Regions from separate parts of the Mus musculus genome. Here regions 2, 3 and 4 are each linked to region 1. Evidence: chromatin contacts called from public promoter capture Hi-C data. All regions are on one chromosome and are shown on one strand. Each heading gives the region's core, a stretch centred on a gene start, on an enhancer-like site or on the middle of the called end of the contact. The rest is flanking DNA. Distances are from core to core; before and after follow the strand shown. Region 1 holds the start of Osgepl1 (O-sialoglycoprotein endopeptidase-like 1). Region 2 holds the start of Nemp2 (nuclear envelope integral membrane protein 2). Region 3 has its middle 25 kb from the start of Nemp2. Region 4 overlaps Hecw2 (HECT, C2 and WW domain containing E3 ubiquitin protein ligase 2).

Evidence for each region. Promoter capture Hi-C pulls out the DNA fragments that hold promoters and counts their contacts.
Region 2: a promoter capture Hi-C map of pre-B cells shows a contact between it and region 1. The contact joins the promoter of Nemp2 here to the promoter of Osgepl1 in region 1. A contact is called at or near these places in 5 of 39 promoter capture datasets (the C10 cell line, the HPC-7 cell line, the SN4741 cell line and 2 more), 1 of 115 datasets of contacts at active chromatin or transcription factors (astrocytes) and 2 of 9 other capture datasets (adipose tissue and liver).
Region 3: a contact with region 1 is called in a promoter capture Hi-C map of pre-B cells, with 4 times the contacts expected there. The contact joins the enhancer-like site here to the promoter of Osgepl1 in region 1. A contact is called at or near these places in 5 of 39 promoter capture datasets (the C10 cell line, the HPC-7 cell line, hippocampal neurons and 1 more), 1 of 115 datasets of contacts at active chromatin or transcription factors (astrocytes) and 2 of 9 other capture datasets (adipose tissue and liver).
Region 4: a promoter capture Hi-C map of pre-B cells shows a contact between it and region 1, with 2.6 times the contacts expected there. The contact joins the enhancer-like site here to the promoter of Osgepl1 in region 1. A contact is called at or near these places in 14 of 39 promoter capture datasets (the 3T3-L1 cell line, 3T3-L1-derived adipocytes, the C10 cell line and 8 more), 2 of 484 Hi-C or Micro-C datasets (B cells and cerebral cortex), 4 of 115 datasets of contacts at active chromatin or transcription factors (astrocytes, embryonic stem cells, large pre-B cells and 1 more) and 1 of 9 other capture datasets (liver).

The regions. Positions count from the first base shown.
Region 1 is chr1:53,310,876-53,316,002 of GRCm38.p6, forward strand. It overlaps Osgepl1 (O-sialoglycoprotein endopeptidase-like 1), which reads left to right and starts at 2,749. Exons shown (of 8, transcript NM_001285839.1): 1 at 2,749-2,983; 2 at 3,981-4,224. The coding sequence starts at 4,004.
Region 2 is chr1:52,627,867-52,632,993 of GRCm38.p6, forward strand. It overlaps Nemp2 (nuclear envelope integral membrane protein 2), which reads left to right and starts at 2,839. Exons shown (of 9, transcript NM_001142647.1): 1 at 2,839-2,985. The coding sequence starts at 2,892.
Region 3 is chr1:52,653,356-52,658,482 of GRCm38.p6, forward strand. It overlaps a transcript of Mfsd6 not described here. Among named protein-coding and RNA genes, the nearest start is that of Nemp2, 25 kb to the left of the region's middle. Within about 2 kb of position 2,101, at least 81 of the 459 cell types and tissues checked have an H3K27ac peak or open chromatin away from gene starts, as enhancers often do. A contact at or near this core is called in the HPC-7 cell line and pre-B cells, where this site is marked.
Region 4 is chr1:53,903,798-53,908,924 of GRCm38.p6, forward strand. It overlaps Hecw2 (HECT, C2 and WW domain containing E3 ubiquitin protein ligase 2), which reads right to left. Exons shown (of 29, transcript NM_001001883.3): 14 at 452-637. Among named protein-coding and RNA genes, the nearest start is that of Mir7681, 57 kb to the left of the region's middle. Within about 2 kb of position 2,579, at least 39 of the 459 cell types and tissues checked have an H3K27ac peak or open chromatin away from gene starts, as enhancers often do. A contact at or near this core is called in pre-B cells, where this site is marked.

The DNA of each region.
Region 1 (5,127 bases), core at 1,499-3,998:
TGTTTGAGATAACTCAAGAAAGCCACTGGCACAGGGAAAAGAGAAAGGAGAATGGCAGCGTGAAAAAGTTACACAGAAAATGAGAGGGATTCATTTTATTCACAGCTCACTGACTGCTGTTGAAAATGAGCTGAGAATAGAAAACAGAATAGTTGGGAAGCGACTGCAGCCAAGCAGTTACTCAGACTAATCGGTAGCATGTAAAATGGTAAGTGGTCAAATGTGCACTTCATGGATGACACTGTTGCAGAAAGAAGAAAATGAAGCGATTCCGTAATCACAGTCCTCAAAGCAATGGAGTCAGCCATACATGAACTGAATGAGGAGCCCAAACACCCTGTCATCCTTTGAAAGTGTTCTTCATGACAACAATGAAAAACGTACTAACAAAGTATAGATCTGAAAGAAGTAAAGCAGGAACATGGATGTGTGAACATCCATGTCCACAGCCGCATTCTTCACATTAGCCACAAGTCAAGACATGCCCATATCAAAAGGGATGGATAAAATAACGCATTTATGCAATAATATGTGATTCTATGTTTAAAAGGGAATTTTGATATATGGTAGACAACAGATAACCTCAAAGACCCTATGAAGTAGTCACAATAGGACAAATGTGGTTATGATTTCCACTTACATTCATAAAGACAGAGGAGAATAGTTGTTGCCAAGATTGAAGTATTAATGTTTACCAGCTACTAAATTTTACTTTGGGGAAGATGACTTTTGGAGATCAATGGTAGTGAAGAGTATAAACAACAAGGGTTCTTCAGACCATGTATTCTCTCTTGGTTCTCTCTATGGTTATCTGCCATAAGAAGATAACCTGAAGGACAAGTTGTAAAGTAAGTATAATACCTCAGCAAACGTAAGAGAAAAATCCTCCAAAAATGAAACCAGACGAACAGTATTTCCTATAGTACAAGGATTTTTCTCACATCAAAGATGGAATTGCTTAGTAAAGAAGACTGGAAAGGAGAAAGGCAGCTGGCCATAGAATGCATGACTGATTTGAGGCTGGTGTGTGACTCAAGTGGGAAGCAATTCCTCAAGCTTGAAATATTAGCCATTAAGAGCACTGAGTTTATATCTACTGCTTTCATATAATATTCATTTGATCTTCATTGTGGTTTATTGAAAACAAAGATGAGAGACCAGCAGACTCACTATCCTAGCTCCAACATTATTACATTTTTTCACAAGTTAATAAACTAACAAGTTCTGATGACTTTTAAATGGTTTTCTAGCAATTTGTGATGTGTGACTCAGTAATCTAGAGTCCAGTCACTTCCAAGCCAAAGCCTGGAGAGGAATCAGATGCAGAAACCAAGGAATTAGGTCATGATCTTGCCAGGCTACAGATACAGCCATTCAAACCACTCAGCCTTCTCCAGGTTACTCCACTTTGTGTGCATTTCCAGTTCTCTACCTTTCAATTATCTGCATTGAAGATCGAGGGTTAACCTTAAGTTTTTAGCTCTCACAACTAAGAAAGTACCTGCCATAAAGGAACAGTCTGGATGAATGTGTGATAAAGTCCAGGTAGGCCTACAGGAGTGGGTATTTGTAGTCCCAGTTACTGTGGAGGCTTACAAAAAGAAGTCCGCGAGTTCTGGACAACATTGCAAGAACCTGAATCATAGATTTTTATATTTCATACACATGTACATGCATCTAAGTGGAACACGTAAGGTATAAGTATTGTAAAATTCTTCCTATTAAATTCACCTGAAGGTTACAAATGAGTTTGACTTCTGGTATTTAACCAAACAGGTTCCAGACTCAAGGTTGCCCTGGCCCATTCTGTGTTAGTCAGAGGCACTTAACTCTGTGACTAAATTCATTCAAAATTAGCAGCCCAATTATCTGTAAATGAGGCCACCAAGCACAGTATCTCCTGGATGTGTTCCTGACCCTGCTGGCACAAAATTGTTACTTTATTGTCACAGGTTGAAAAAAGTCTCAATTTTTTTAAAAGTAAGTTCAATATTGTAATTATGAATTTACTAGTACCTTCTCCTAGAGTTTAGTGTAAGTCTGTGAGAAGAGTTACCTGGTGGTGGTGGTGGTGGTTTTTTAACTCATCAAAGCAAAGATCCAAGCCCTTCCCAGCCTTGCATTGTAAAGCCTTTGCTTGCTACAGTTTTAAAGTTTAGGTAGAGAGGAAAGATTTGGAATACATCCATTTGATTGTACTAACAGGTTCACAAACCAGACCAACAAAAACAAAGCAAGATGCAATAATTAGTACATGCTATACAGAAAGTTGAAAGCTGACCTAGTAATCCGGGGCTATAGAATGCCATGGGTGCTTCACTTGGGATGATAAATGCAGCAGTTGTTTAAACTGTACAACCAAATACACTTCACTGAGAATCAAGTGCTGTTTTTGCGGGTGTTCTGACTTCTGATGAAAATACTTTCCCCATGAAAATGGAAGGTTTCTCAGGCCACTACCTTTTAAGTCTGGTGACAGCTTTCCTAAAATAGAATGACAGTAAATCCTACCCTTTTTCTCTTGGTGGCAGCAAAGTTCTAACGGAGGGCAGAACCCTTTCCTTAAATGCGGCATAGTGTGGGCACAGTGAGATCTACTGAATCTGGACACCTTTTCATGAGTCGCTATCAGCGTGACTTAGTAAAAGACCTGGTATTCACAAACCTGGCAGGAACGCCTGGGGCTATAAGAAGTTATTAAGCATTTCTTTACTAAGACAAGAGAAGGACCGCCGGCCCAAGGGCGGTGACGTCACTTCCGGGCGCCTGCGTAGTGCGGGCGCCCGCAGTTTCCTAAGGGGAATGGAGACTGCTCCCGCGCACGTCTTTCCTGTCCCAAGCTTTTGCTCACCACCAACAGAGACTCCGTTGCTTTCCAGCAACAGATTCCAGCTGTGTTGTCCAAAACTAATTCTTCTGGAGAGGCTGTGGGAGCTCACGACTGAAATCTGCGCGTAGTTTACTCTCAGCCCAGTCACTGCAGGTCTGCTTTCCCAGTTGACGCGTTCACTGTATTTCTAACCCCAGTTTTGCTCATTCCACACGTCTTGCAGTGTGGGAATACTAGAGTGTTTATGTTTAGTGATGGATGGATTGCTACCTTTTGGGGAGGAGTTGATGTGGGGAGAAGGGTTTAGGAAGAGGTTTGGGTGGTGAACCTATTACAAAAAGTGGAGATGTGAATCCGAAGATTGGATAAGTGTTTACGGTTGTCTTTGCAGAGATGCCGGGGGTTTTTGCTTGTTTTTTACAATGAACTTTATGAGAGGGCTTGCTTCCAAAATACAAAATTAAATCCTGATTAGTGAGCATAATATTTTAATAAACTGTCCAAATGCAGTACACTATTTTCTGGGGGAGAGGGGAGTCAATAAATGGGAGGCCTTTATTTTTGATTTGTTCTATTTGCCTTTAATTTTTAACATCACTTTAAGTAGTACTGTCCACATAACTATTATACTATAACATTAACTGTTGTATAAAGTGCGTGTTGAGCATGGTTTACCCAAAATGCCTGGACCAGAAGTGTTCCAAATTTCAAAAAAAAATTTTTTTTAATTTTGCGATGTGCCATATTCGTGACCAATTTGAGGATGAAACCCAGGTATAGATGTGAAATTCGTGTTTCATTTGCATCCTGTAAACACAGCTAAGGCAATTTTATACAATAATATTTTTAGTACTTTTTGTGTTTCCACTAACAACTCAGGTGGTAGCGTGCTTTAGAGCTTCTTTCACTTTGGGGGTGCTCAACTTGATACATTATAATCATTTTATATGCTTCTCATTTTTCTCTTGCAAAATTTGATTTATTCCTATCTAGTGATTTCTAGGACCTCTAAAAGATTTTGATAATGTTTTTACAAATGTTCTTAAAATTTTGAAGTCTGCATACTTAAAAAATAAGATAACATTCATTATTTTGTTTAAATAAATGAATTCATTGCAAATGACATAATATTTCTGTAACTCTTTTCTAGGAAGTATTTGTAGAGTAACAAATATGCTAATGTTAAGAAGGACAGCAGGAGCTATTCCCAAGCCCCCAAAGAGTAAAGTTTATGGATTTTTAAGAAGATTTAGTGTTCATCCCAGAACTCTCTCTTGTCATAAACTGGTCCTGGGAATTGAAACCAGCTGTGATGACACAGGAGCGGCTGTGGTGGATGAAACTGGGAATGTGCTGGGGGAAGCACTGCACTCCCAAACTCAGGTTCATCTGAAGTAAGTAGCAAAGGTTTGGGTCATTTTCTGCCTTTTTAAAGAAAAATGTCACCACTCTTTTCCATTTATCATGTATAAAAGTCAAAATTTAATAGTTAAATTCTTTTCTATTGTATAAGACCACTAAGTACCACGATAAATAGCTATGCCTTATGGTACACACCTTTAATACCAGCACTGCAGAGGTAGGCAGATGTTCCAGGCCAGCCAGTGCCACTCAGTGAGACTTGTCTCAAAAAAGAAAACAACAGACAAACCAAAACCTGCTGTAGAAATATCTCATACCTTGTCTTGGCTTTTAAGGCTTCCCCAGTTCACAGTAGGGTCTCAACATTTGCCAATCCTTATAACAGAAGGAAGCAACAACCATTCCCAGAACTAATAAATTTTATGATGTTTTTCTCAATGATGCCTTTTCCCCCTGTATATATGCTTTGTGGTTTCAACAGCAGTCCCAGGAAAGCATCATCTGATAGTTTAAAAAAACAAAACTATTCACATGTACACATAGAATTCACATAGTACTTAAGACATTGTTGTATTAAGCTTGGGTTTTTAAACCCAGCTGTTTGCAGATGACCAGAGGACCAGTGACTTAAACAATTGGACTGGATATAAAGTGTAAAATATACTTAGCTTTAACCAATTGTCACTCAAGAATGTAAAATGATTAGAGTATTTAAAATTTAAAATTTAAAATGATTAGAGTATCATAATTTTCAAAAGAAAGTGGAAATCCACATTTTAAACATAATCTCTAGTTTGTGTTTTTTAGATTACTCTAAAATCAGGTGGGAGTTTCACCTGTCGTCTCTACTTGCTTGCCTCAGGCTGATGTGTAGTTACATAATCTGTCACACTGAGAGCATGCATTTTTTTCAACTTTCTTGTCTGTAAAATCCA
Region 2 (5,127 bases), core at 1,589-4,088, 680 kb before region 1:
CCACAAGTTGCCCAAACCTCTTTTTACACAGAGTCACCAAATCCTTTGCCTCTCATAATTGGTGAATCAGGATAATCAAATGTGTTTGCCTTCTCATGTTCTTAAGATAGCTTACACCGTGGGATTTCAGTATTCTCCAAGGTGCTAGGAAGAAGCATCAATAATTGGAGAGGCTTTGGTAACCGTCGATGTTAGCCAATTGGAAAGCTTATTCCGGATACTTTAAAAAGTTATATGTATCCTTATACTTACTTCTGTTGCTCTGGAACCATTCCCGACATCAAAATCTGTATTAGTCAGCGACCTCCAGAGGAACAGAACTGATAGAATGGCTTACTATGCACCATCTCCTTCAACAATTGCTGTTTATTAATGGGAGGCCCAAGAATCTAGCAATTATTCAGTCCCTATGGATGGATGTCTCAGCTGGTCTTCTGGTAGGCTCTGATAACAGTAAAGGAATGGACTTAGCAAGAGGAATCACAGAAAAAGTGTGAGGAGCGGGTGTGGCAGCAGTCCCAAGAAGGCGCCAGGGACTGCAGCTAAGTCTTATGACTTGCACCTGACTTCCTCATACACCTGAAAATAAGCCACAACCGTCGTGAGAGCTGCACAGGTGCGCCATGATGCTGGTGGTTTAAACAAGTCCATATTTGGTGGAGACATGCCCCTGCCGCCCTGATTGGCTGAAGCTGCGTGCCTTGGTGAGGTGACATGGCCTGCTGTGAGTGGATGAGGACTGAGAGTATATAAGAGTGAGAGGCCCGGGGTTCGTGGGAGATAGATGAAGAAAAAGTTGAAGCGAGAGAGATGAAGACGGAAGTTTGCTGAATAAACTGCCGTTAGAAGGACTGGTGGTCGTGTCGTTCTTGCTGGTCGAGAGCGGACGCGACAAAAAAGAGCAAGCTTCCTTCTTCCATGTCCTTTATATAGGACAAAGAAAGATCTGGAGTAAAAGTATGTCTTCCCACTTCAAATGATGAAAAGAAAAATTCCTCAAAGGTGTACACAGCCATTTGAGTTTAAATTAATTCCAGATGTAGTCAAGTTGATGACCAAAAATAGCCACCATACCTAAGGATATTAAATATTTATTGACCATTTGTATTTTTACCTTTGAAAACAACCTATTCAATTCATCTACCAATTTAGTAATTAGATGGTTTAATTTTGTTTTGTTTTGTTTTGTTTTTTGATCAGCGCTGCAAACATATGTCTCTGCTTGTTCTCTATCTATTGAAGACAGCTTTAAGAAAGTACATTAGTCATTTGGTGATATGTTTCTTTCAGTTGCTTTCCTTAGCATTATCCCAAATTAACCAAACCAGTTTGAACAGAATTGGAGCAAAAAGTTGCTTTGCAAGAGGCATACCAAGGGGATCCAGGGAAAAAAAATGATAAAGGACAGATTCCAATAATGAAGGTTTATTTTTAAAAATCAGCCCCTAATAATTTCCTTAAAAAAAAAAACTCTGAGCTTTTACAGCCACATACTAGGTATACACATATACGGGGCATTTGGTGAAAGCCTCCTTTAGATAACTCAGAGACATTCTTTCCTATTTAGACCATTAAAAAAAATTGAAGCTGAGTTATTAAAAAAAAAAGATTTCTATTATATCGAGCTTAGTGCTGTTAGTGGAAGACTGGAATTAGAGAAAAGAACACAACTTCTTACTCTAGCTTTGTGTGTGTGGTGGGGCAGGGATGGGGATCAGAGGAAGGTTAAATTAGGTCTCATGTAGCCAGACTAGCCTTGGATCCCCTATGCCACTTAGGCTCACCTTACCCATCATTAACTCTGTTTCTCAAATGGTGGGATTACAGTCCACTACCACCACACTCTTCTGCCCTACTTCAAGTATGAAATAGTAAGTCACACTGAAAGGTTTCCAGAGACCAAAGAAGGCTTGCTCTTAACACAGAATTATCCTGATCATCAATAAACCATAGGGCTCAGAAACTGTGAGTCTCTTTCTAGGACAGACTATTCTCTTGTGGTTGGTGGTGGCTTTCTCTGCTCCCCAGAGTGGTTTACTGTGCAGCATTCCAGTTTCTTGGAGTCTTCTGTCTCAATAGGCTGACTTTAGAGAGCTATCATCTCTGCCAGGTTGGTTATGTTTAGAACACTCACTATATCTTTGAATTTTTAAAAATACAATCTCATTTTTAAAAGAAGGCTTATTTTTTAATTTAAGTGTATGGGTGTTTAGCTTGTGTGTATGTCTGTGTACCATATGTCTGCAGAATTCAGAAGAGGGCAGTTGATTCCATGAAACTGTAGTTACATATGTTTGGGGCTGCTGCCATGTGCACGCTGGGAAACATGGGTTCTCTGGAAGAGCGATAAGTGTTCCTAAGCACTGGACCATCTCTCCAGCCTCCAGATCTCTATTAAAGTAACACTTTATTAATAGTGAACTTATATAACCCTTTTGGGTTTTTTTTTTTTTTTTGAAAGATACTGTGTTCATGAGCTTAGACACAAATTATTTAAGCACCAAATTTCTCAACTTGTTGCTTAAAAAAAAAAAAAGGAAGAGGTGAAAGGAGGGACAAACAAACAAACAAGTCAGGCTTTTGTCTAAGTGGGGCTTGCTGGTCTTATTTCTGAGAGGGTGCATGTGAAGAGCCTGCCTTTCTGAGTGGCCCGCACCAGTGCTCTGAGAACCCTGCGCGGGGCTCCGGCGTGTTTTAAACTGCCCGCCAACTCTGCAAGCTGGCCCAGGAGCAAGAATCGGGAAGGCAGGTGATCGCCCCCTGGAGGCCACTGGGAGAGCCGCTCGGCGGACCGCGGAAGGGCGGGGCCGCAGCCGGCTCCGCCCCTGCAATCCCCTCCCTCCGCTTTCCCGCTCTTGGTCCGCTGCGCCACTTCCGCCGCTCTGGCCGCGATGCTGCCTAGGTTGTGGTGGCTGGTGCTCTGGCTGCAGCCCCTGGCTACACTGCCAGCGAGCGCGGTGCACGACGAGGAGGCAGCGATGTCAGGTAACCCCGGCTCCGGGCGGGGGGGCCTCCTTTCGGCGCCGCAGGGTCACGCGCGGCCGCGGCCAGGCCCCGCCCCTGTCTGCGGGCATCGGATACTTCAGTGTTTTGGTTTGTTCAGGATCACACCGCTGGACAACCGCACAGCTGGCCCTTTGTCTGCAGTTTATGTCTGAAACCTTATTTTATCTGTCTTCAGAAATCTCAGGAAACTCAAGGCTAGAGAAGGATAGAAGCTTCAGAAAGGAACCGAAATTCTGTTTCTGATTGGCTGCTGTGACCTGGGTAGCTGGTCATATGCAAAATACTGCTGATGCTCCAGCATTGAACCAGGTGCACAGGAAGTCTCAGTGAGCTACTCAGACTGTTTGGGGTGCTTAAGATTCTGGCTCAGAAAGCTGTAGCAGCAAAACGCAGTCTCCACGAGTTTAACATTTATTTCTACCATTCACTACATCCTTCAAAAGATTGCTTGTTTGTATTCTTCATTACATGGTCACTTACAGACTCAAGGGAGGCTGTCAAGATACAGACTTTCAATTGGATAATATTCCGACACCGACAAAGTTAGTAGGGTGTCTAAGACTGAAAGAGAGAATGGATGTTCAGTAAGCAGTTATTAGCTTCTGTCACACCTTGTGCCCATACTGGTATCTTGCAGTGAGTTACACCTTAGGGGACGGTCTGTGGTCAGCTTTTCATTGAACAGGAATGTGTTAATTAACTATTTTGTGCTATGCAGGGCTGATTTGCTCTAACTGCATTGTCTTATACTGATTATTCATATATGCCCATTTTACATGCTAGAGAACAAAGAATTGGTAGTAAATATAATAGGTACTTGTGAAAATATAAAACAGTTTGAGGAGGAGGGCTCCTGGGCGTGGCAGCAGAGGGGTAGAAGTAGTTATATAGATTCAGAATCTTGGGCTCTAGTGCAGTTGTTGATTTAACCTGTAGGTGTCGTATTCTCCAGGGCACACAGGTATTATTTCTGCTCCTTTTATTTGCTTCAAGGAACTCAGTTTTTCAAGTTTTGCTGCTGTATGGGTCACCATATAGCCCTAGCAGATCTGGAGATTTTTACATAGACCAGGCTGGCCTTGGCTGTACAACATTCCTGCCTCTACCTCCCAGGTGAAGGGTTTTCAGAGCTGTACTGTTGCGCCTAGCTTAATAGTCCTCAGTTGTGTTAAAGACGCATGTAAATGTTCACCAGGACTTTCTTTCTGAGAAGTGTAAGATACCCAGGAGATGATAAAATTCCAGTTCACAGCTGAAAAGAAAATGGCAACTTCTGTCTTGCCATTCCAGATATTCCTTACGTTCACATAGGAGGGGATCACTGTCCTGCAGTGTTGAGTGACACCTTGGGAACCCTTGGTTGGCTAGGTCTAAGAACTGCTGCTACTGTAAAAGCTATGGTCTTATGAGGGGCCTGTGATGAGACAGCTAGACAATAATCTCTCTCACCCACAGGGAATGTATTTTTTAAAAAAGCACTGCAGTACCGAACCTTACATGCCCCCCCCCACCCAGTGTGTGTGTGTGTGTGTGTGTGTGTGTACATTACATATCACAGCAAGAGATTTATAATTATAAATCAGAGCAAGAGATAGTTATTACAATTCATTACAATAAAATATTGTGGAAAAATTATTTGAACTTACATATTTCTACTTTGAAAGATTTTTTTCATTTAATATTTTCAGACCTTGGTTGAACACAAAAACTTGAAGCCTCAGCAAGTGAAATTGAGTGTAATGGAAGACTGGGGGGGTGGGGGTGGGTTGCCTCTGATGACGTCTAAGACCCTTTCCAACTCTGAGAATCTGCTTTGGGTACTTACACGCTGCCATGGCACGAAGAACATCCATTCCAAGGCCAGCCCTCTGATACCCTATTTGTAGAAAAGGCAGACGCTTGTCATAGAAGAGAAACGGCAAGTCAAGCATGACTCTTAATTTGAAACCAGTAGGTCAGATCCACGAACACTGCTTCCCTTCACATGAGGCTCTGGAATGACGTCCCATGCTTCCACTCCAACAAGAGGTCATTTGAAGTTCCTCTGTGGCAAAAGAAAATGTCTAAAGGTAGAATCCGACCTGTATGTGTGTTAGTTAGGATGTGCTAATTTCAGTTCCA
Region 3 (5,127 bases), core at 851-3,350, 660 kb before region 1:
CTCAATGCACTGAAGGATGTCTGGATGGGAAATCACCCTTTCCCTCTCCAGTAATCATCTCTCATAATCATACTCTCACCTTCACAGAGTCACCTAACTTGGATCCAAGTGCTCTTGCAGAACTTAAGGAAGTAAAGGCCCCCAGACTTCCCATAAGTGATGTCTTGCATGACAGTTTGCATCACAGGAAGTGGTTTAAAGATAGAAACCCACAAAAATAACAGGAAGTAACAATCACTTTTCCTTAACATCTCTTAACATCAGTGGACTCAGTTCCCCAATAGAAAGACATTGATTAACAGACTGGCTACGTAAACAGGACCCAGCATTTTGCTGCATACAGGAAATGTACCTCAGTGACAAAGACAGAGACTACCTCAGAGTAAAAGGTTGGAAAACATTTTTCTAAGCAAGTGGTCCCAAGAAACAAGCTGGAGTAGCCATTCTAATATCCAATAAAATCAACTTTCAACCAAAAGTTATCAAAAAAGATAAGGAAGGACACTTTATACTGGTCAAATGAAAAATCAACCAAGAAGAACTCTCAATTCTGAATATCTATGGTCCAAATGCAAGGGCACCCACATTCATAAAAGAAACTTTACTAAAGCTCAAAGCACACATTGTACCCCATACAATAATAGTGGGAGACTTCAACACCCCACTTTCAGGAATAGACAGATCAGGGAAACAGAAACTAAACAGAGACACTAACAGAACTTATTAACCAAACGGATCTAACAATATCTATAGAACATTTCATCCTAAAGCAAAAGAATATACCTTCTTCTCAGCACCTCATGGTACCTTCTCCAAAACTGACCATATAATCAGTCACAAAACAGGCCTCAACAGATACAAGAAGATTGAAATTATTCCATGCACACTATCAGATCACCACAGACTAAGGCTGGTCTTAAATATCAATAAAAACAACAGAAAGCACACATACACGTGGAAGCTGAACAATGCTCTACACAATGATAACTCAGTCAAGGAAGAAAAAAAGAAAAAAAATGAAACGCTTTTTAGAATTTAATGAAAATGAAGACACATCATACCAAAATTTATGGGACACAAGGAAAGCAGTTGTAAGAGGAAAACTCATAGCTCTAAGTTCTCCCAAAAGAAATTGGAGAGAGCTTACAGGAGCTTGACAGCACACCTGAAAGCTCTAGAACAAAAAGAAGCAAATACACCCTAGAGGAGTAGATGGCAGGAAATAATCAAACTCAGGGCTGAAATCAACCAAGTAGAAACAAAACCAACTCTACAGAGAATCAAAATCAGAAGCTGTTTTTTTGAGAAAAATCAACAAGGTAGATAAACCCTTAGCCAGACTAACCAGAGGGCACAAAGACAGTATCTAAATTAATAAAATCAGAAATGAAATACAACAAAATATATCTTAAAATGATTCTGTTTGTTGAATATTAACAGTTGAAAATACTAAAATCATGTTCTACAAACAATAAAGCCAACCAACCAAACAAAAAAAGATAGAAATCCTCAGAGACACAGTAGGTACATATCCACTGTAAGAGTCACAAGCAGCCCATAGCACTCATACTGGGACAACAAAAGTAGCCTACAATCTTGTCAGGACGTTTTATTGGTAAGGCTATTGCTTGGGATGCTGATTTAAGGTTTTAGAGAATGTCTAGAAATCAAGAATAGAAACAAACACACATAGGTTTCAGGCACACAGAACTCATGGCTTGGCTATTTATGTCTTGTACCACCGTGGACGCTTTCCCTCCCACTAGGATGGGAAGGTGGTAGGCAGGGCTCTGGTGTTAGCAAGAGTTGAGTCTGTGTCCTGGCTCTGACCATGATCCCATAACTTAGGCCCTATTCGCTTAAGAATCCTCATATTTTCAATGGGGAAGGTTATGTATACCAGGTAGGGCTTTTGAAAAACAAATGACCTAACCATGGATGAACTTCCCCTTTTGCAGCTGCTCTACTTAACTGATATGCCGAGAGGCATATTGCTTAGGAGTCCCATGAGCAAGCTGCAAATCCCCGGGAGTGCTAGCCACCTGCCTGCTTTCTGCCACTGCAACTTCCTGCCACTGCAACTTCCTGCCACTGCAACTTCCTGCCACTGCAACTTCCTGCCACTGCAAGCTCACTAGGACGATAAAGTAGCACTGTCCTATGACTCTGGCTCTTGAGCTGTGCTGGCCTTTGGCATGTACTATTACTCTGCTTTAAGAATAGTCTAGTTACAGAGACAAAATTTGGAGCTGTGACAAAAAAGATGGACCATCTAGTGATTGCCATATGCAGGGATCCATCCCATAATCAGCTTCCAAACGCTGACACCATTGCACACACTAGCAAAATTTTGCTAAAAGGACCCAGATATAGCTCTCTCTTGTGAGACTATGCCGGGGCCTAGCAAATACAGAAGTGGATGATCACAGTCAGCTAATGGATGGATCACAGGGCTCCCAATGGAGGAGCTAGAGAAAGTACCCAAGGAGCTAAAGGGAACTGCAACCCTATAGGTGGAACAACAATATGAACTAACCAGTACCCTGGAGCTCTTGTCTTTAGCTGCATATGTATCAAAAGATGGCCTAGTCAGCCATCACTGCAAAGAGAGGCCCATTGGACTTGCAAACTTTATATGCCCCAGTACAGGGGAACGCCAGGGCCAAAAAGGGGGAGTGGGTGGGTAAGGGGTTGGGGGGGTGGGTATGGGGGACCTTTGGGATAGCATTGAAAATGTAAACAAGGAAAATACCTAATTAAAAAAAAAGAATAGTCTAGTTAATAGCATCGAGCCAAGTTGGGTTCACACAGAACTCTAGGGTAGCATAACTTCCTGCAGGCAGAGAGGAGCAGGACAAATCACTATGGTAGTGATTCCTAGCCTCAGCTTTGACATCCCTGAGTATTTCTAAGGATCTCAAGAGAGGTTATAAAATTCTCAAATCAAGTTTAATTGGAATTCACTTTAATATTTTTCAAGTGACATATGGCACTGTAAGAACAGGAAGAAAAAGTCACAAAGTCCACAAACTCGTGAAGGTGTCAGCTCAAAAGGCTAGAAATTACTGCACTGTTGGATCGACGCTCACAGTAAACATTTTGTAACGAAGGCATATTGAATTTGGTGTCATTCATTACAGAGCAGAGGATGTTCTCTTGTTTGGTCACGTGTTTTTCATTTACGAAATATTTAAAAATGGTATTTACCTTTTATTTCAATACACCCACTGTGCATTTCCCAAACCAGCAGCTTTTCAAAGAAATCAACCAGAATTGTAAACACAAGATACAACGCTCTGATTCCCTACAGTCACTTTCACAATCCACATACTGTACATTCATAGGTGGGGCTCAGCCTGTCTCCCACTTCATTTCTGTAATTGCACGAGCATAATAAATACATCTGATTTTAAAGGTCACTTAAAATGAGCCTTGGGGGTTGACAGTGCAGTACCATTCAAGTGCAAAAGTAACCATCAGCTTAATTGTTCCCATCATTCCAAGCTGTGTTTTGTAGTGAAGCTAGGCATCCAGGTGTAGAATGTTTCCTCCCGAGGCAGGGGCAGGCAGAACGGTCACACAGAGGCCTTCACTGTACAGCTGATCCTGTCTCCTATGTTAGAGGCTAGGGTGAGCTTCCATTTCGAACCATTCTGGTGTCCATCCACAATATGACTGACCCCCATTCAACCACAGCAGCATCCCCCTTCCATATAGGCAGGCATCCCTTGGCTTCTTACAGCCTCTGCTTTCCTTCTAGGAGCAAGCTCTACATGCAGTCACCCAAGACACCCTCTATCTGGGGTGGTACCTGGTGTAGTTTGTAGCTCAAACCCAAAAGTTTTCAGTGTATGACTATGGTTTGGGGGAGAAGAATATTCTAAGATTCTTGTCTTAAGTCTTTAGAAAGTCATTCTTATTCCCAGAATTCCCATTCCTGGTTCCCTACTTACTCCTTCACAAACAAAACAGACCTACTATGTAAGTTTTAAACATCATGTCCCTCCCCCAGGCACTTAAATCTTATCCTGCTGTTTGTAAATAGTACTCTTTAGCTTAACACTTAGGAATCTGGTGAGTTGTCTTTTTTTTTTTTAATTCCATTAGCTAATTAGAACCCAAGTCTAATTAAAATCCAGCATCAGAGGCTGCTATAGAAGGGTCTGCTTAGGAAGGCCTTGTCTGTCATGTCTTAGGATACTGAGTTGCTTGGAGTCTTTGAAATAGCCTCTCACTTCTGCTCATTCTCACAGCCCATTGCATCAAAGACATTTTAAAGCTCAACTCAGTATGCAGTAGTCAGCAACAGCTTTGCGTCCCAAAGAACTATGCTCACTATATACTATATGCATATAAAAATAGATTTGCTAGAGATGTACAAAGTTCAGTGAACTTTTCTAAACAACAAAAAAAGCATATGTTCTACTAAGTTCCATCTGGTTCCCTTTTCAATATGTCTTATATTTTTTAAAGTTCTTTTCTTCAAGACGAATAAAACTATAGATATACTTTTTTCCCTCTCACTTTTCACTAAGAACCCAATATTCAGAATAAATAATCAGAAGAGGGAGATGAAGTCCTTGTTCACTTTGTGGCCCTTTCATTCACCCAACTTGGTGTGAGTTCTGCTTCTCACCCTTTCATCTTGGTGGAGAAGTTAGGTCAGACCTAACTAACCAAGAGACGTTGTTCTGTGTCTCTACTGGACTGTGGCAGTCTCTGTTTTCCTGCCAACATTTACTCATGTGTGCCTGTGCATTTGTGCATCTGCGTGCGTGTGAGTGTGTGTGTGTGAGTGAGTGTGTGTGTGTGAGTGAGTGTGTGTGTGTGTGTGTGTGTGTGTGTGTGTTGTTCCACAGTAATGAGTTTAGATATTTAGAAGCATATGCATTGCAGTGACCCCCTTGTAGAGGCATGGTCAGGGTTGGGGCCTCGCCCCCTGTCCTGGCTGAGGTGCCTAGTGCCATGCAGGGTATGAGCTGACCCTCAGTGTTCTCCCACAGTGGGCTGAGCCTGCTTCTCTCCACTCTCCTGTCCATGCGGGGTAGCACTGGGGTGAGCAGGGCTGGACTGCGTTTGAGATGCTGCTGTGTCAGGGGATGGCTGGTTTCTAGGTGAGGCGGAGTG
Region 4 (5,127 bases), core at 1,329-3,828, 590 kb after region 1:
GCACATGGCTGATGCTCAAACTCCACCAATGTCTTGCACAATGGCTCAGTGATTCCTAGCACCCTCTTCGAACAAAACTACCACGTTTTATCCACGGGTGTCTACACCACAAGTTGCACTACTCAGGAGAAGAAGTGTTGCCTGAGAATTCTTTTCTCTAGTCAGTGGAAAATGCTGAGAGAGGGCACATAGAAGACTGTCCAGGGAAACATGACTTCTGCCAAACCTGCTTCTCTTACTGCCCTACAAGACTCATCTATCTGTCTGTCTGTCTGTCTATCTATCTATCTATCTATCTATCTATCTATCTATCTATCTATCTGTGGATTATAGTAACAGGCTGCCTGTGCAGGTTTGTGCTGAACAAGGAGATGGAAAGTTTGCCCTCACTGGAAAAGCACAGCCACAGTCACTCCAGATGCAGCTCACGAGGGTGGCTTGCTCAGGTTACCTTGCCCTGATGATCATGTTTCATCTCCCAGCCCCTTGGTAGTTCCAGCTGTTTGTTAGCAAACATGTTGAGGAATCCCACGAGGTCCCTGTTATGCTGATAGCGCTCAAAGTGGTGGGTGTCCCGCCGGACTTTGGTGATCATGTGCTTCAAACACGTGTTGTTTGTAAACATGCGGTAGGCACTCTGGAGGGAAGAACAGAGAATGACTGTTAGCCTGCCTATCTATGAACACCACGGCATGGTGATTAGTGCATGAAATATATCAGTCCTCTCATAGTATGAAAAACATGTACACAGACTTCAGCATAACTCCAGACCCACAAATAGAAGCATCCAGAAGAGCAAAGAGACTTGAACATACAGAAACTGTAGGAGGCGAGGCCCTTTCCACTATTGGTTTCTAGCTTTCTAAAGAACAGACGTGTTGAGGTATTCCTTCCACATGAGACATTAGCTGCAGCATTGGTTTCAGCAAAGCACACAATCATAAGTATGTGATGGTAGGACTAAACATACCACATGACACTGAACCCCAAAAGCTTGTTCTACCTCCAGCTTTTGACCAGGTCACTGGTTCAGAGGGTCAGCTAGTCTAGAAGCATAGCGATATGGTCCAAGCTATATGGAAAATGTTTGCTCTCTGTCTGAACTTCAGAAGCACACACACTACCAAAGCGTGTTGCTCTCACTGTCAGTCATGTCCATGGAGACTACAGAAGACAGAGATACTCAATTCAAGATCCCTGGTGGGGCAGACACTCAGGGAAGGGGAATATGGTTAGAATAGCTCAGAGATCATACCCCCACTGTTTTGTTTTGGTGTTGCCCCCCCCCACCTTGCTGACACACACACACAGCTGCATTTATTAAAATACCACTCTACCACAACCAACAAAAGGAAAAAAAGACCGTCTTGTCATAGACTACAGTTTCAACTCATTATCAAAGTCTGCAAAGACTGCTTATATCACAGACTTTCCACATACTGGTTATTCAACAAATTCATGGGCTAATTCATGTGCTAGGCAGCAGACAGGGAACACCTCTATGGGATCTATGTTCTTGAGTCAGCAGGAAGATGCTATCCAGGAAACTGACTAGGCTAGGAATGATCCACCCTGGAAATCTATCCTTCGGGGACAGAGTGAAAGGGCTTCCAGGTCCCCTTATCTTCAGCATCTCAGAGGTACTAGGAATGATTGAGTCTGTGGAGGTTCTTTGGGCTTTTCTTCATGGGCTTTGCTATTTCTTCCAGTCTAAGACAGTCCAGAGTAACCCCCAAAGACATCAGAGTACCTGGAAACTGTGTCAATGTAATAAGCATTTACTGTCTATGCTGTGTCCAGTATTATGTAGCTATTAGTTCAAAAGATGAATACATGTGACAGCCACCTATCTCTCCAGGGTCCCTCAGTGTCGTCACATTCAGCTCACAGAATTTATGAGCCATTGAGAATCCCTGTGTAGTTTTCTTCCCTTTGGTGTAGAAAGAACAGAAACTGGGTACTCTCAAGCCTGGCTAGTGAGTGTTTTGGGATACAGAGAACCCTAACAACCCAATCTCGAAAGAGAAGTAACCCTTTGTTAGCTTAAGTCACTGGCATGTGTTAGCTCCTTCTTCGTGTGCAACATGTGTTCTCAGTAGCTCCTTGTCATAAATAGATTTTGCTTTGCCTTTAAAATATTTTCCCTGTCAAAGCACATAGAAGGAGAAAGAATGGGAAGGAGGGAGGGAAGAGAGGGAAGGGAGGAGGGAGGGAAAATGAAGGAAAGGGGGAGGGAGAGAGAAAGGGAGGGAGTGTGATTATCTCTAATGAACAATCTCCAATCTTAGTTCCTTAAACTGGAGTCTCAAATACCTTGAAGTATTTCAACCCTCTAGTCTAAATGAGAATTGTTTTTGATGGCTAGAAGCAGTTATATGGTCTAGAGCCTCAGTACTGCAAAGCAGGCAGGACTCAGGGGACACAAGAACATGGGGGAACAATATCATGGAAACAGGGAAGACTAACAAAATTCTCTGGGGGTTGCCATCGAGAAACTTGGGCTAGCTAACAGTTTATCCTGTGGTTACCCCTGCTTTGAAGTTTTCACTGCCACTGGCAAGCTCTCACTTCCTGCACTGGCTCTGCGCTCCTCATGTTTGCACACGAACATGCAAGCTTCAATGCCAGAGACCACACCAGTCTGTGTGGCTATGGCAAAGAGTTTTCAAGTTGTACTCTCTAACAAGGCTCTCAGGGAACAAACTTGCATGATGATTGTGTTGAAGAGACCATTCACTGGCCCTTGTTCTAAGTGGGTGTGCCAAGCAGTCAGGGCACAGTGATTCCTAATCTAGTGCACCAAGCACAGTCCTCCCATCTACTAAGGAGAGGCAGCAGAACTCCAGGAGAGCAGGACGAGGCAGTTAGGGTCAGGAGCCCATGCCAGCCTTGGGCTTGATGTAATTCCCTGTGGATGGACAGCTCCTTAAGCGTGGGAATCTTACCTGGGTCTTATAATTAATTATATCCTTTTATCTTCCTCCTCTCCACTCAGTGAGACACATAACACAGTGCCAGGTTTGACTGGTCTTGGAAAAAACATCTATCAAAGTAAATTAAGTGTAAGAAGTATTTTCTCCTCATTAGTAAGTAGTAAACAACCATTAGATTCACAGCCTTTTCAAGTCTATGAAAAAAACACTCATATGACTGTCAGGGTCTAAAGAAAACACTACATTTTCATAAATAAAGTATTTTGAACAAGCATATATGTAAACATATAGCACATACAGTGTTGTGTGTATATATGTATATATACACACATATACAATGTATAATGTGTATGTATGTATATAGAGTTATAGATACAGCTAAAGCTTAAACGGATATTTGTATTCCAGTTTACATAAAATTATGTTGTTATAGCTGCAACGACAAAAACACTTAATCTCGTTTGCCTCAATTTGGTCAACTGTGAGAAGGACTAATAATAAGCCTTCTAATTTTTTCATAACACAGTAAGACTCAAAACCAGTAGAATAAAGATTAAGAAATTGCTTTGAAGAGGTAAAGGCCATTATGAAATATATGATATATGTAATTAAAAGGCTGTATGGGGGATTCTCCCAATCTAGCTATGTTAGAACAGACAAATATAGTAGTAAAACTATTTTCTACTTTCAGCCTTTGAAGCTTGTGGGCTGGCTGCCCACTTTCTATTAACTGAGGGGGTCTCATTACCTGTCATTAACTATGTGCTAAGTTTTGCCTGTGTGAAACTCTGAGGACACACAGACCAGAGCACTCAAAAGCAGGAAGATGGTCCATTAGAGGGAGAATAACAAAAGTCACAAGGGCGAAGAACATGCTAGAACAAACTGGCAGAGGAAGCAAAGAGACACTATGCAAGTGGGTTCCGACTGACCGAGTGGGCCTTAGTGGTGTGGTGTGTGTGTGTGTGTGTGTGTGTGTGTGTGTGTGTGTGTGACTCTGGCAAGGCCCTGCTTTAAGACAAAAGAGGGCTCCTCATTTCCCCTCTGGGGGTTAGTGGTTCTAGTTAGGTAAATGGATCGATTTCTCGCCCAGAACAGTAGGCTAGAACACAGACACATTTCATGACCCAATCTCATGGCTCTGCATGGACAATCTCACTGGGATTCTGAAATGTGGAGTCCACTGAAGTGAACTGAGCAGGCAAACGTTACATGGAGAGCAGCACCTTTAAATGATTTCTGACCAACATAAAGTTTTGGTTTTTCATCATGGGAAGAAACACCCCTTTTAGCCATTTCCTTTGTACTCCAAGATTGCCTTTCCCATCCTCTCACCTTTCCCAGCCTCACGCTTCTGTGATGTCCACTTCCCAGTCAGAAATCAGGACTCCATGGCTGACTGAAGGGCTCCATTAGCAGAATTTTGCTAAAACTAATCCCCTTAGAGTTTAAATGTGTCATCTCTGGCTACTGTGTAAGGCTTTGGAAGTTTGAAACTAAGTTAAAGGGAACGCTTCTTTGGTTGTTTGGCAGCAAAATATGAACCGCTCAGTTCTTAGTATTCAACCACAGTGCAACTGTGGGCAACAATCTGACGCTTGATCAGTTGATGTTGAAGCTCCATGTGGTGGCCAAAGCTCCTGGAGTTCTGGATTTCGCCTAATTCTGCCAGTTTCAAAAATGCCACTAACTCCACCACTCCCAAACAACACCTTCAGCTCAGAAAATTTCCACCAAGCATTGGTGATCTGAATTTAGATTTGGAAGATAACCTCAGTGACTTGCTAGCAAATGCCTGTCATGTTTATAAAGAGCAAGTGTCACTGATGTTGTACATGACTCACTAAGCAAAACTTACTAATAACAAAAGCAAGAAATGCTGGTTCCAGAATAGGCCAGCTAGTAAATGGAAAGAGTCCTGTGTGCTACAGTCTGCATTCATACTATGCTTAATTAATTTGATTTTAGATCTTATAATTTTAAATTGTTTCACCAGGTTTTAAAGTGATTCACAATAACCCGGAGGAGAACTTACATTAGTAGAAACCCCTGTAAACTGGGTAACAGAAGTAACTCTTAATGCCTAAGAGTATGTTTAAGATGATATTTATAAACTTTAAAATAACTTTTCTTTATTAAGAACTAAGAAATTTAGATAAGGAATGCATTTCTTTTTTCTTTTTTTCTTTCTTTC